Linked DNA regions of Mus musculus: all the other regions are linked to region 1. The links are chromatin contacts, called in public HiChIP or PLAC-seq and promoter capture Hi-C maps. All regions are on one chromosome and are shown on one strand. Each heading gives the region's core, a stretch centred on a gene start, on an enhancer-like site or on the middle of the called end of the contact. The rest is flanking DNA. Distances are from core to core; before and after follow the strand shown. Region 1 holds the start of Dram2 (DNA-damage regulated autophagy modulator 2). Region 2 holds the start of Tafa3 (TAFA chemokine like family member 3). Region 3 holds the start of Cttnbp2nl (CTTNBP2 N-terminal like).

Evidence for each region. Promoter capture Hi-C pulls out the DNA fragments that hold promoters and counts their contacts. HiChIP or PLAC-seq counts read pairs in DNA pulled down with a chosen protein or histone mark.
Region 2: a promoter capture Hi-C map of pre-B cells shows a contact between it and region 1, with 2.6 times the contacts expected there. The contact joins the promoter of Tafa3 here to the promoter of Dram2 in region 1. A contact is called at or near these places in 1 of 39 promoter capture datasets (pre-B cells) and 1 of 9 other capture datasets (liver).
Region 3: an H3K27ac HiChIP or PLAC-seq map of bone marrow-derived dendritic cells shows a contact between it and region 1, with 11 times the contacts expected there. The contact joins the promoter of Cttnbp2nl here to the promoter of Dram2 in region 1.

Annotation. Positions count from the first base shown.
Region 1 is chr3:106,545,296-106,549,809 of GRCm38.p6, forward strand. It overlaps Dram2 (DNA-damage regulated autophagy modulator 2), which reads left to right and starts at 2,503. Exons shown (of 9, transcript NM_026013.3): 1 at 2,503-2,625. It overlaps Cept1 (choline/ethanolaminephosphotransferase 1), which reads right to left and starts at 2,507. Exons shown (of 9, transcript NM_133869.4): 1 at 2,385-2,507.
Region 2 is chr3:104,775,708-104,780,221 of GRCm38.p6, forward strand. Tafa3 (TAFA chemokine like family member 3) reads right to left here and starts at 1,840. Exons shown (of 7, transcript NM_183224.3): 1 at 1,470-1,840; 2 at 265-389.
Region 3 is chr3:105,050,351-105,054,864 of GRCm38.p6, forward strand. Cttnbp2nl (CTTNBP2 N-terminal like) reads right to left here and starts at 2,603. Exons shown (of 6, transcript NM_001163332.1): 1 at 2,550-2,603.

The DNA.
Region 1 (4,514 bases), core at 1,253-3,752:
ACATTCTTTTCCCCACAGTCTCATACCACCGTTGACATGAAAAAGAAAATCAGTATTTATTGAGTATGATTCTTCTAGTATTTAATGAGCACTTGGTTGTTCTAGACCTAGAAAGATATAGCAGTCTACGTTCTCAGGAAATGCAAAAGGGTGTGTGAGTGGGGGTGAATGAGTCTCGTCCTCAACCAAGTTATCGTATAAATAACTTTTTGGAGGCATAGAGGGGTCATTTTCTGACAAAAGCATTTTTCCATTAGGCATGGATATATGCTTGACAAAGAAACAATGGTTAATGAATAAATTTACTAAAATCCATCAATTTGTAAGTTTTCAAGTCTCCCATGAAAAACACAGGGTAACAGTGTCTGACCCACTTTAGTCCTGTCATGGACGGGGTGGGAGGGGGCATCTGATAAGTATCACATTTAAAACAAAAACAGAAACAGAAAACTCAACTGCTGAGCAGACCATAAAGTAAACTTACACAATATCCAACTTGTGTGAAATTCTAGAACTTCCCTTCTGCCCCACCCCCATGATCCCCACCCATGTACAAGGGTTCCAGGTTTTTATCAGCACTGATTCAACAGTATGTTTACAAGCATTTCAGTGGGATTCAGTGGTATACAGCTTTCTGACCTCTGCCATTACTTAAAGTAAAATACTAATGGCTGAGACTATTAGGGAAGGGACCATAGAAGAAAAGAGAAAGAAAAACAAGAGAAAGAAAAATAAATAAATTAATAGGATCATAGGAATAAGTTCAGCATTATTTAACAAATGATACATAAAACATGTTTGTCTGGGGGCAGGGGGGCTTTTCTGTACTCAGAAGCAGACAGTACTGCTTAGATCTGGTGTTTTGCTGAAGTGAAATTGTGTGTTCCTTAAAGGGGGAAATAACTTCAGAGGAGGAGGGACCAAAAGCCTAGAGCTGTATTCTTTTTTATATTCTCTTAAAAACAGCACTGCATGGCCCTCAAAATGAGCACCACCAGCATTTCTAGCCAGTTTAAAGAGCAAAATATAGCTGGGTGGTGGTGCACACCTGTGATTCCAGCACTAAGAAGGTAGAGAGAAGCAGGGGGATCCCTGAGTTGGTGCGGATCTGGTCTACACAGCAAGTACCAGAACAGCCAAGGATACATAGTGAAACTTTGTCTAGAAAAAAAACCCAACCAACCATAAAAAAAAGAAGAAAAGAAGAAAAGAAGAAGAAGAAGAAGAAGAAGAAGAAGAAGAAGAAGAAGAAGAAGAAGAAAGCAAAATGTAGTTTAGAAAAGAAAGTGCTATGCAATAAAATGTAATTGGTAATGTGAGAGTCAGATTTACCTACTTCGTTTCTTAAAAGGAAGGGTTGTGTCTTTATGACCAGCTGTACAGGGACTTCAGTTATTCTCAGCATAGGCTAAATATGTAGCAAAATGATTTTGAAGCTTCAAATCTCATCGAATGCCAATAGTTTTAAATTGGTAATGCTCCAAATGTCTTATACAGTTTCCTTGTGTTTGAGCCAGTCAATTCAACACACATTCTGAACACATTCCTGACAGTTGTAAAGTAGAAAGGAAATATTCTAACAACTTACAAAGTTCCTATACTCGTTGAAAACTGACTATGAATTTGCCTCCTGCTGCAATAGACGTTGCCTGGTGAGTTAGAGTTTTAGCAATGCCATATATTCAACAGCAATGATACAACATTGGTAAAAACTGGTATCAAAATGCCAAGCATCAAACTGGAAAACTCAAACTCGGTAAAATGTAAAGCTTGAGGTTCAGCCAAGCATTCCTGGGAACACAGGCAAAAACCCCAGCAATCTCCTTCTAAGAACGCGACTGAAATAAAACTCTAGCTGGCAATCTCTGAGCCTGTCAATATGGGTTGAAATTTCTAGAAAAGTTGCCCAACAAGAAGCGTGGCCCGAGCCAGGAAACATCACTAACCGCCTCCCAAAAGGACAGCAAAGACCGCACAGGATGCTGCACGGTTCTTGGACTTGGCAACACCGGGCCAGGAGGGTGTGGACCCGCCAGACAAGGTCGGTTCCGCGAAGCCAGCGCCCCAGCCCTCGGCTCACCGGGGGTTAGCCTGGGGTGCTCCCTCCCACGACCACGGCTCGCATACCGCGCAGGCGCCCCTCCACCTCCGACTCCGGAGCCTTCGGGACTGGCCGTCGCCCCTCGCCGTGCCCACAACCCCGCGCGCGAGGCCACCCAGCGCCAGCAAGGACGGCGTTCCCCTTCAGCTAGTCCGTCCGCAGCTACCCAGTTCTGTCTAGCCCAGAGCCTCCGGCCCTCGCTCCGCTCCTCCCGGGACAAAACCGCCCCGCCACGTCCGCAACATCCCCGCCCCTTCCCTAGGCCGGGCCCCCGCAGCCTTACCCCGAACCCAACAAGCACAAGCCTAGAAATAGCAACTCCGACTCCAGGCGACTGAGTGACTGATAGGCGGCAGCACGTTCACGACACTTTCACGATTGCCGTAAAGAGGGGGGACTCAGAAAAGGTTGAGGCGCGCCTCCGAGCTACTCGGGAGCGCGCCCCGGGGCTCCGCCCAGGCTCCTACAGTGGGCCTGTTCTGCACTTTGAGGCTGGAGCTGGCTGGTCGGGGACAGGAAAGAAGGTGAGTGGGAGGGGGAAAAGTGCCTGGCCTGGCGCTCGGCAGGTTTTCTACTTGGGTGCTGTGTCGAAGTGTGGTTCGCAAGCCAAGAGCGAGGGCACAACGCGAGCCCCCTTGGTCCCACGGGCGCGCGAGCCACGCGAACCTCGGTAGCTTCACCTGGTTCCGTGAACTTCGTGACACCCACGACTAGAGTCGCGAGCCAGCTCCGGGAACCCACGAATCACGGGAGATGACAACTAGGCTGAGGTCTCCGCGTCCTACTTTTTCTCTTCTTTAGTACCTCTACCACCACTTCATCCCAAGCGATGCGTCGTGCCAAGCATGGTGTCCCTTATATTTTTCTGGTGCCAGGGACAGTGAAACTCTTGTACTACAAGACTTAGGAGTGTGTGTGCAAGGGGTTGCTTTTGTTGAATCAACTAAGGAAACCTTTGCCCTAATACCCTTTGTCATCCCTGTGCCCTTATTTCTACTTGGTTGGGGCTGAGGAAGTTCAAAACTGAGACCAGTGGTGACCTTGTGTTTACACAGAGCTCTGTCTCCACCCCATGATTGTGTTTCAAAGGGAGTGGTCCCTAGTTGAAAGGAAATCACAAGTCCTGGGAATCCTAACAGCTGCTTTCCTTTGTAAAGCACTGAGACAGGAATAAGTTTTCCAGCTTTCCCAATTTTAATTTACATACCGAATGCAACATTTTTTTAATCTATCGGGGCTGCGTTATCAAATTTTAATTTATTGGCAGTGAAACTAGATGCTTTGAGATTAGCCATTGGAAAATGTTACATTTGTCAAGAGGCCATATTAGAATTTAGGAAAATAGTCCTTGTTATGCTTTGTTTGTGGCCTGATATTTCTATTCGCCTCTGAAAAAAACCTGGGGCCACCTGTTCATTCACTTGGAACATCCAGAGTTTACACTTTTGTTATTCTTTAGTTATTACCACTTAGAAGAGACAACATTAAAAAGGTTCTTTTTATTACCAGTGGCTTTTAAATGCTTATGAAAATAAAAAATGTAACTGGATTTCTGACTCATGGAGCTTCAAAGTAAGCAGAGGAGATGGGTAAGAGATGCAAAAAAATTTGTTAAATATCCTTACTGTTGTGTGAAGTTTTCTTATATATTTTTAAGTCATCTTAAAGCTTTCTTTTTTGGTTCTGGAAATTGAACTTAAGGCCTCTTGTTTGCTATGCAAACACTCTTTAAAAGGGTTCTTGAATGCTTTGACCCATAAAATAGTTAAACATTACACTCGTAATCCTGTTGGTCTGAGACTGCTCTCACGTTTCCTTTTTGGAGGGGAAGGCACTGGACAGTTGTTAGTCTTCCATGTTACTCTTCCTGTCTACTTTGGTTTCTCACTTGTCTCCGAAAGACTCTTAACAATATTTTAAGCCCTGCCTTGCTTCTAAGCAGTCAGTTTAAACAGCTAGAATCTTCAAAGCCTAAACACATACAAGTATTTAATACCTCAAAAAAATTATATGCAGCCATGTATGGGTAGTTATGACTGCAATTTATGAATTGTTATAGTATTTTATACTTATATTTCACATAGAATACTACATCCCAGAAATTTGAAATTTGCCTGAAACTCAATAATTAGAAAGTGTTAATTATGGATTTTTTTAAAAAAAGATAACATCCAGGGGTTAGGGAAATGCTGTGCCAAACAATAAGAAAATTGACTTCCTACAATTAAAACTTTTTTTAAAAATTACCGCTGATAGATCACTATTATAAAAGATCTCAAGCATTAGGTCCTTAAAGGAAACATTTTGCTCACAGTGCTGCATTCTAGTGTTCAGGCCACAGACACTGTTGGTTCATTGGCTAGTATTTGTGTGCTGCTTAAAATCATGTGTTTGAAATGATAATGTATCATCT
Region 2 (4,514 bases), core at 590-3,089, 1.8 Mb before region 1:
ACCAAGCAAGACCTCCAACATCTGTACCAGAAGTGGGTAAGAACCAGAGGCCAAACCCGAAAAGTAGCAACAAAAAGAAGCTGAGAGAAACTAGCCACAGAAGGGGACAGGAAGAGCCCCAGGAGGCCACGGGTTAGCCTGGTCACTGTCCCCAGCAATTGACAGCACAGTTCTAGGAATACCAGGGGCCAAAAAGAAGGAAACAGCTGCTCCCTTGGAGGGGCAGTCTTCTCCTCAATTCTCATCTCCAGATGTCTCACTTACTGTTCCTGGGGTCTTCAGGCCTCTGCCTGTTCATCTGCTGGTCTCAGACTTGTTCCATCTGATGAACAATATGGCGGTTGTTCAGAATGGAGAGAGACCAGACCCCTGGAGGGGCTAAGAGGAAGCTTGGAAGAGAGTAAGAGAAAGGGAGGATGAGGAACTCCAGCTTAGGCTGTCCCAAGGCAAAGGCAGCCATTTCTGCTCTGGGAATCTGCCCTTGCTCCCCTACCCTCCTCCCTCAGACTACAGAGCAGTGGGGGCAGTGACCCTGAGACGAGTGAATAGGCTTTCTTTTTCCTAGGAGTGAAGCAGGGGTGGGAGGGTCTAAGAATCGGTGCTGTCATCTTTCTGGTCTTGGGATAGAGCTAAGGTCAGAAAAGGGGGTGGAGTCTGCCAGCTTTGTCCCAGAAGAGACCGCTGGGGAAGAAGCCCCAGGTCTCCCAGTTCTGTGTCTCCCTCCACCTCTAACCAACCCATCCTGAGCCTTGCTTCCTGGACTCTTCTGAAACTGGCTGAATTCTGCTGCTGTGTCTCAGCCCCACCTCAGAGGGCTAGCCTTGCACGGCAACAGGTCTCTGCTTCCGTGCACAGCCCACAAGAGCTTCTCCACTCTCTGCCAAAGGCCTTTCCTCATTCAGTCCCCAGTGAGAAGTCAAACTGAAGCACATTGCTGGTGATCTGAGGGAGGGCCTATCGAGGGGAATGCAGGTGGGGGTGGAAGGTGTGTGGGGCCAGTCCCCTGGGCATGGGTGTGTCCCCACACTTCTAGATGAACCTCCTTTCTCATAAGTCTTCTTTCTCAGGCTATGCCAGGAACCCTCATTTTGACCATTGCAAATGCCATTCGTTCTTTTCTTGGGGACATCCTATTTCTGGTTGAGTTCTAACCGTGTCTGATCCAACACACACATTTCTCCTAGGTATTCCAGTGCTCAGAGAACCTGGAGAAGATGGGAGACTTGGGCTCTCTGGCGTTCTATTCATTCCCTCCTGGAAAGGTACAGGAGAAGGGAGTTTCTGGGATTTGTTCGTCAGCATCCATAGTCTGCCTCAGTTTCCTTGAGCTGTTTCCCCAATCCTTAATTCAGGCTAAGATGGGGCTGGGAGAGCAGCCTCCATAGCAACAAGAGGTCAACAAGAACCTTAAATCTTGCTTTTGCTTACTTCTGTTCCCTCTAGCATTTATTCTTACTCCTGGTACCCACCTGCTTCACAGCAGTGGCCCGGGTTCAACTTTCTGGCCTGAGGTCCTCGCTGCTTCTGAGCTTGGCATCTAGACTCTCCAAATCGGGCTCTTCGAGGGAGTGGCCAGCTTAGGTGTTGTCTGGTTTTGAGCTCTGTCCGCGATAGATCGTCAAAGTTGTTGCGCCCGAGGAGAGCAGGGGCTCTGGCTAAGCTGGAGTCTCCGGCTTAGAGCACCTAGATGCTCTGGTCCAGCACCCACCAGTTCTGCGGGGCTAGGCCGGGTCCTCCCGAGCTTTCGGTCTGCAGGTTGAGGAGCGCGCAGCCGCTAGACTGGGAGTCGTTCTCGCTACTCCAGCCTTTGCGGGCACCGCCGGCTTCTTCGAAACTGTGTGGGGGTGCTCTGCGGGGAACCTGGGCACAGCTGGCCCGCAGCGGCCTCTTGTGGCGCACAGCAAGTCAGGAATAGAAGCCCACCGACTCTCTTTTCAGGGACAGTTCCTTGAGCAAAACACATCAATTATAGCAGGTCACTAAAACTTTCAGGAATGTGGCCCCTAGTCTAGTAGTTCAAGGAGGTAGGTGGTATTTTGGGATGGGGATAGGCGTTGCATCTGGGAGTAGTATTCATTTAGACCAGCAGTAGGCTGTTACTTAAATCCGAGCTCATTAAATCTTACAATTCAGTTCTTCAGACCTCGGACAGGGTTTCACACCTGTAATCCAGAATTTCGGAGACAAGGCAGGGGTTAAGTGTGAGACCCTATCTAAAACAAACAAAAAAAACAAACAAACAAGCATACATACATACAAACAACAATAAAACTCAAACCAAACCGAACAACCTTCTAAACCCAAACAAAGAAAGAAAAGCACAGCAGGGGTAGGGAGATGGGAAGGTAAGATTGCCTGAAAGTTTGAGGAAGTTTGGTCTGTATGGTTTACACAAGGTTCCAGACCTGCTAATGGCTACTTAGCCAGACCACATCTTCAAAGGAAAGAAAGAGAAAAGGAGGTGGTGTGTGTGTGTGTGTGTGTGTGTGTGTGTGTATAAAATCCAGTTCTTTGTTAGTACAATCAAGTGTTATTTAAGGTGCTTCCCAGGCACTAAAAGCAGACCACTGTATTAGAAGATTCTCAAGTTGCATAGTTTTTGGTTTTTTTTTCTTTGTTTTGTTTTGTTTGTTTGTTTGTTTGTTTTACCACAGGGGTTCCCGGCTGCCACCCGGGAAGGATAGTAAATACTTTCAACGGGCTGGAGAGATGGCTCAGCAACCACACGATGGCTCACAACCATCTGTACAGCTGCAGTGTACACATATACATAAAATAAATAAATAAATATTTAAAAAAATATACTTCCAGCACAGAAGTGCTGCCCTCCTGCGTGGGAGGACCAAGGGTAGTACCGGGGTGGAGAACCAGGCTGCAAGGTTTCACCAGGCATGAATGGCCCTGTGGATAATGGGTGTGACTCTCACCTTGGAAACCAAATCTGAGGTTTCTAGTATCTTCATCAGAAAGACAGTCAATAGTCCCAACAACAAAAATACGACAGGTTCATGTTTTGGGCTCATTAAACACTTGAGGGTAGAAGTGTGCTGTGACTCTGCCTCTTCCCAGCAGAGGTGTATGTACCTGTTAGAGTAAGGAAGGTTTGGGAACGTAATAGTGTGGGGGAAACAAAGAAGGACCCTGCTTCTGGATCCTGAGCATACAGCCCGGGACGGGGCGCTCCCTCTCTCTGGATCTCTCTTTCCAGGGTGCTGAGAATTGAATTCAGGTTATCAGGCTTGGCACTTTTGCCTGCTAAGCCATTCCCCCTACCTCTTTAAGACCAAGTCTCATTATGTAGCCTTGGCTAGTCTGGAATTTACTATGTACTCAGGCTAGCCACCAACTTGTGCTCATCCTGTCTCTACCTCTGCCTCCTAAGATTATAGATGTGTGCCACCATGTTTGTTCTGAGAATGCCCTCTTCCCGCCCCACCCCCTTCTCCTCTGTAATGGAGGAGTGTCATTCAGCTCCCAGCAGGGTAAGCATCTCACCAACTTTTCCTGCCTTCTTCCTCCTTGCTCTCACTGTACTGCCTCAGGGAGAGGGCCGGGAATGACTGAAGAGGTCTGATGGTCTAGGAATAGGAGAGGGGTTCAGATGCACGAGAGCCCTAGAGTTTGGTTATAGATGGGAGCCAGAGTGGTTCCAGAGTTCAGGGGAGCAGCTAGCATCCCTGTCCATGATCTGATACTGGAGTCCAGGGGTCAATAGACCCCAGTTCTGTGGCGTGGCCCATCTTTGCAGTCACACTGTGGATGCTGTGAAGAGCCCAGAAGCTGGGTGATGCCGAAAGGTGATAGATAAACTGACCCAGAAACACTGAATAATAAAACTAAAGCTTTTTTTTTTCTCTCTCTCCAGTCTTTGGCTTCCCACTGACATTATCAGACAGTTGGCTTCAGTTTTTCTCAGGAAGAAAACACTCATAGTGGCAGTATGCATGTTCTTTGCCCCTGGCTGCCTTTGAGTCTGATTTTATCAGTCCTCCCCACCTCTACCCTGGTGATTTCATTTTTCTCTGCCCTGCCCTTCCCCTACCCCCAAACACAGACCTAATTACAGCAAGTTTGTACTTTGAATGACCACTGTGTAATTTTTATTTAGAAGTGGTCGAGAAAGGCGGCACAGGTTAGCCCAGGATATGAACAGGATGCACATAGCTGGGTGCCTTGAGGTGGAGTCTCAGCTAAGAACAGGGAGTCGTGGTTCCCTCAAGGAAGGGCCTTGACTTCTGCTAAACTGTGTGTTGGGGATAGATGAAGGAGTGGATAGTGATCAACTCTCTAAGCCCAAGTATAAGGACAGAATTCTTTCTGAATCGGGTCAGTAATCCTTCCCTAGAGAGAAGACAGAGAAAAACAGCCCCTCTGTGTGAATCGTAGTGGGCTTTCCTGCGACCCACACACGCTTTTGGCCTGGCCTTTGTCTCCCCCTGGCGGTAGCCAGAGAACTTGCTCAGCATTGCTTTTCTGCTTGCAACCTCAGGGTGGAAATTTAGGAGTCCCGCTCC
Region 3 (4,514 bases), core at 1,353-3,852, 1.5 Mb before region 1:
TGGCTCAGAATTCATGACAGTAAAAAAGAAATTATATACAGCACCTAACCAGAGGTATTTTCTCATAGGAAAGTCAATATTTTAGCCACTTCAGATATTGCAATTTCCTATTATGTCAGATATGGAAAAATCAAATTACACAAAGACAAGAAGGCAGATGGTTTAAACTAACAAGATGTGCCATACTTTATTAGATGTTATCTGTCTTAGTTTGACTCTTAGGTGAGAACTTTAGACTAAATTCAGTGTTCGTATTGGGCACTGTGGAAGCTACAAAGACTTCATGCAGTCTAAGAATAATTTAACGAAATGCACTAAACACGCACATACACGCACACGCACACGCACACGCGCACACACACACACACTGTCTGCACACAATGCTTTTCTTCATCTAACATGACCAAAAATGACACTGAAATGGTTAGAGGAACGAATTCTCCCAGAGTTGAACATCGGAGTACACGCTGTAATCCCAACAGGAACGGGAAAGCCACCCTGGGCTACATAATCTTCAGAAACATAGCGAGACACAGTGCTCCACTCTTGATTAAATAAAACAAACCCTCCAGATCCAAAGGTATATCAAACAGGTCTTGTTTATTGTGCCAAAACATCAATGAGATTACTCTGCTTCTCCTGTTTGTCCAGGCCCTGGAAATCACTGCTCCCTGGGTCTCCTGACGTCTCCTACCTTAGTTTATTTCCCTTCTCTACTCAGGTAATGAGACACATCTTTTAGGGCTTTCCTGTTTTACTTCTAGGGTTTTTTTTTTTTTAAACCCCTGCTGCTATTTCTGGGATAATGTATCTCTCCCTCCTATGGCAATAAACTTTGTGTTTGTGGGAGAGACCCTGCATACAGTTTCTTCTTTGTGCTTCCTCTCACTACATATCTGGAAACAATCATGGAACAGATCTGCAGCCCCCTAGAGTGGCTCTGAAACCTAGGAACCTGACTACTCAAAACTAATTACCTTCAGGAAGTCTACTCAGGAAGGCTGCAGACAACAGCCACTACAATCACCCTCTCTGATTGCAACTCCGCACCTCGCCTCTATCAGCTATAAATAACCAACAGGAAAATGAACTTGAGATAAAAACTTAAAATGCTAAAAATATGGAAAAATTAATAGGTGGTACTGCTGGCCACAGATGATGACTGGAGATTCAATGACATTAATGTCAGGACAAAATCATTTGTACTTTGCAACTGCTAAAATGCCAAAGACTTTAGTAGATCTTTACAGGGACTCTACAGAGACGTGAAAATTGAATTCCCAAGGCTTTTATCTGCCCTTCTCTCTGAAACTGAAAAGTACCTTTTATTTTAATGCTTTAAATTTTGGTTGATGATGATGGTGTGCTAGACACCACCACATTACATGTATATTCGTTTCCTTTGAGGGTAAAATCCCACTATAAAAGAGGGGTGAGACAGTACTCAGAGGCCACAGGACCAGATTAATTATAAACCTAGCCAACTGAACCTGAATTTTGTTCAAATACTTCCTGTCTTTTGTTTCAACCTGCCATACACCTTCAAGGTTAACTGCAGTTTCCCTGAGCAACGGACCAGCCCACTCCAAATTGGGAGATGGGGACTCCTTCTGCAAAGGCATTTACTGACTCCTCGGCACCATTTCATTTGAAAATATGGTATTATTCAGTGACTGTCAAACAATACACACTGCATTCCTACCCACACAAGGCCAGCTCTGCTGAAAGCTAACACACCCACCTTGCTATGAAATATGCGGATGCTTCCCTACTAAGTTCTCAAGAGAAGAAACCGGGTAGAAAGCAAAATCGAAAGGCAACTCAAACCTAAAAAGCCCCTAAAAGCTGGTTTCTCCCAAAAGAAACAGAAAGGGCAAGAAAGGTACAAAGGGCGATGGGAAGAAGATAATGTATAATTTAAGCCGGGGAGCTTTCAACACTCAGAAAGAGAATACAGGATCTGGGGAGGCTGTAGGAGCAATCACAGGCTGGGGGATGGGAAGAGCTAAAAGAGGGGGAAAGGCCGCTTTGGCTGTTGGAGGTGTCTGTCTGGGTTTCGTCTTTTTTTCTCCCCCTCGCCCATCCCTCATAAGGAAAACGCTGGTTTGTGTGTGTGTGTTTAAATCTTATACAGAACCCTAGTTCTGGACCCACGCTTGCCAGCAGGGACAGATGTGGGAAAGGATGTCTGAATTCGCAGGGATCCAATATAGGGGTGGGGGCTGCAGCCTAGAAAACGGTACCCACCAGTACCACTCTGAGGCTAGGGCTGGGCAAAAGGCGACCTAGAGTGAGACAGGTCAGGAGGAGACCCCTGCTGAGGGGCGGAGGCTAGCGAGAGACAATGAACAATCGTAAAGACCCCGGAGGATGCCGCGACGCCTCCTTGGGGAATCCCGGGATCTGGAGGCGGCGGCCCCGCCCCCTAGGGGGACCATCCCTACCCCGACAGGGACTTCTGCTGAAAGCCACTCACGCTCCGGGCCAGGAGGCTCTCTCGGAGACCCGGCTCCCCCGGCACCGCAGAGCCCCGAGCCCACGCTCCGTACCTGGCCTCGGCGCTCCGGGATCCTTCCCCGCCGCCGCCTCCGCCGCCCGCTCCCCATCCCCAGCCTCCCAGGACCCGCCCCTTACCCGCCGGCGGCAGTGACAGGCAGATACCCTCGCCAATCATAGCTTTACCCTTGCGGCTCTGAAACCAATCCTCGCCGCCTGAAGGCGGGGCTTCTCCAAAGTCATCCCGGCTCCTCCTGGGGCCGCAAGATCCCTTTTGTTTGGGAGAGCCAGGCTGGGATTGAGCTGGCGTCACTTCCGGGAGGAAGTACCCTCCTCTGGTCCGCTGGAGTCTGTGCTCGCTCTGGTCTCCGCCCGGGTTCTGCAACTTTTCAGGACCCTGGGAACACCTTGTGGTGGCTTAATTGAGGGTTTATCTAAAATGTGAATAAAAGAAGTGAGTTTTAGCGTTTGTTTTCGAATTAGTATTGAAAACCTAGTAACGTGTCTTCTTTGCCCCCCCCCCCTCTCTCTCTCTCTCTCTCTCCCTCTCTCTCTCTCTCTCTCCCCCTTGGGTGTGGTGCTGGAAAGCAAGGGCGCAAGACCATCTTCTTTACCACATCACACTATGTACACAAAGGGAGACGCTGGGGTGGAAGCACCTGGTAGAGAGCATAACCCCTACCGACTTGCCTTTCAGGGCAAAGCCAAATAGCTGCAAACTTACCTGGTGTTTCCCCACACTGTGCTTGCCATTCATGTATGTGGGGGGCTATTTTATATGTTTGGGCCCCGTCATACCGTGGACCATGCATTTGTAACGAAGCCGAAACGGAACAGTAGGATGAGGGGAAATGGCTGGCCTCTTGAGCACAGGAATGCAGATCTTAGTGATAGAAACAAGACCTGGAGGGAAGAGATTGCACTCTACCATACATAGCCTGCACTTCAGCACCACAAGTGACTGAACTGTTTAAATAGCCGCATTGCTTTAAAGAACTTGTAACACGTACATATAAGAACTCAAGTATTTGAGTGCACAAGTAACATATTACGCGGAATACATTATTCCTAATTTTCACAATATTCAGCAAGAGACTATTAGGGACACACACACACACACACACACACACACAAAAAGCCCTCTGCTCATGGTTCTCAACCTGTGGGTCACGACCCCCTAGACAACCATTATAAAAATATCTACATTACAATCTAGAACAGCAAAATTACAGTTATGAAGTAGCAGCGTAATTATGTTTGAGGGAGTCACTATAACATGAGGAACTGTATTAAAGGACAGTAGCACTAGGAAGGTTGAGAACCACTGCCCTAGGCAAACAGCCCTCGAGACAGGTACAGTTTACAGTCTGGGTAAAGAGATACCCAGCCCAAGTAATCACGGTTTAGAGGAAGTCAAACAGTATTTCTTGTCCACACAGCGCTTCGTTCATCCATATACTATCTGTGTCAGTGCTGTGTGGGAAGACTGTCTTACCCTGCAATGTGGATAGCACTGTAAGAAATTAAGATGAGAAGACGAAGTCAAAGAAACCAAGAGAACCGGAGGAAGGCTATAGAGTTAAGAACTGGAAAAGAAAAATGACAAGAATAACACCAAATCTGTGCCACAGTCTGCTAACCAGCCACCAGTTTCCACCGGGGGTGGGGGGGGGTGGGGGGTGGGGGTGGGGGTGGTGGGGGGGCCTGTTGAGAGGGAAGGGTGGTGATTAGCATAGCAGCAGAGTAAAGCCAGCAACTCCATTGCAGGCTTGGAGACAGCATGCAGAGATGCTACAGTACAGCCCCCGTGCTTGTGGAACAATGACCTAGAGCACTAAGAGTTTCGCAAAGACAGCATGCTCTGTATTCAGAAAGACAGCCTTGTTGGATAGGGTGTGCACACCTGTAAATCCCATCCTGTGGGAGATGGAGGCAGAGGAGAAGCAGGAATTTGAGATCCTTCTTGGCCACACAGTGTGCTGCAGACCACCATGGCCAAAGGAGACCTCTCAGAATAG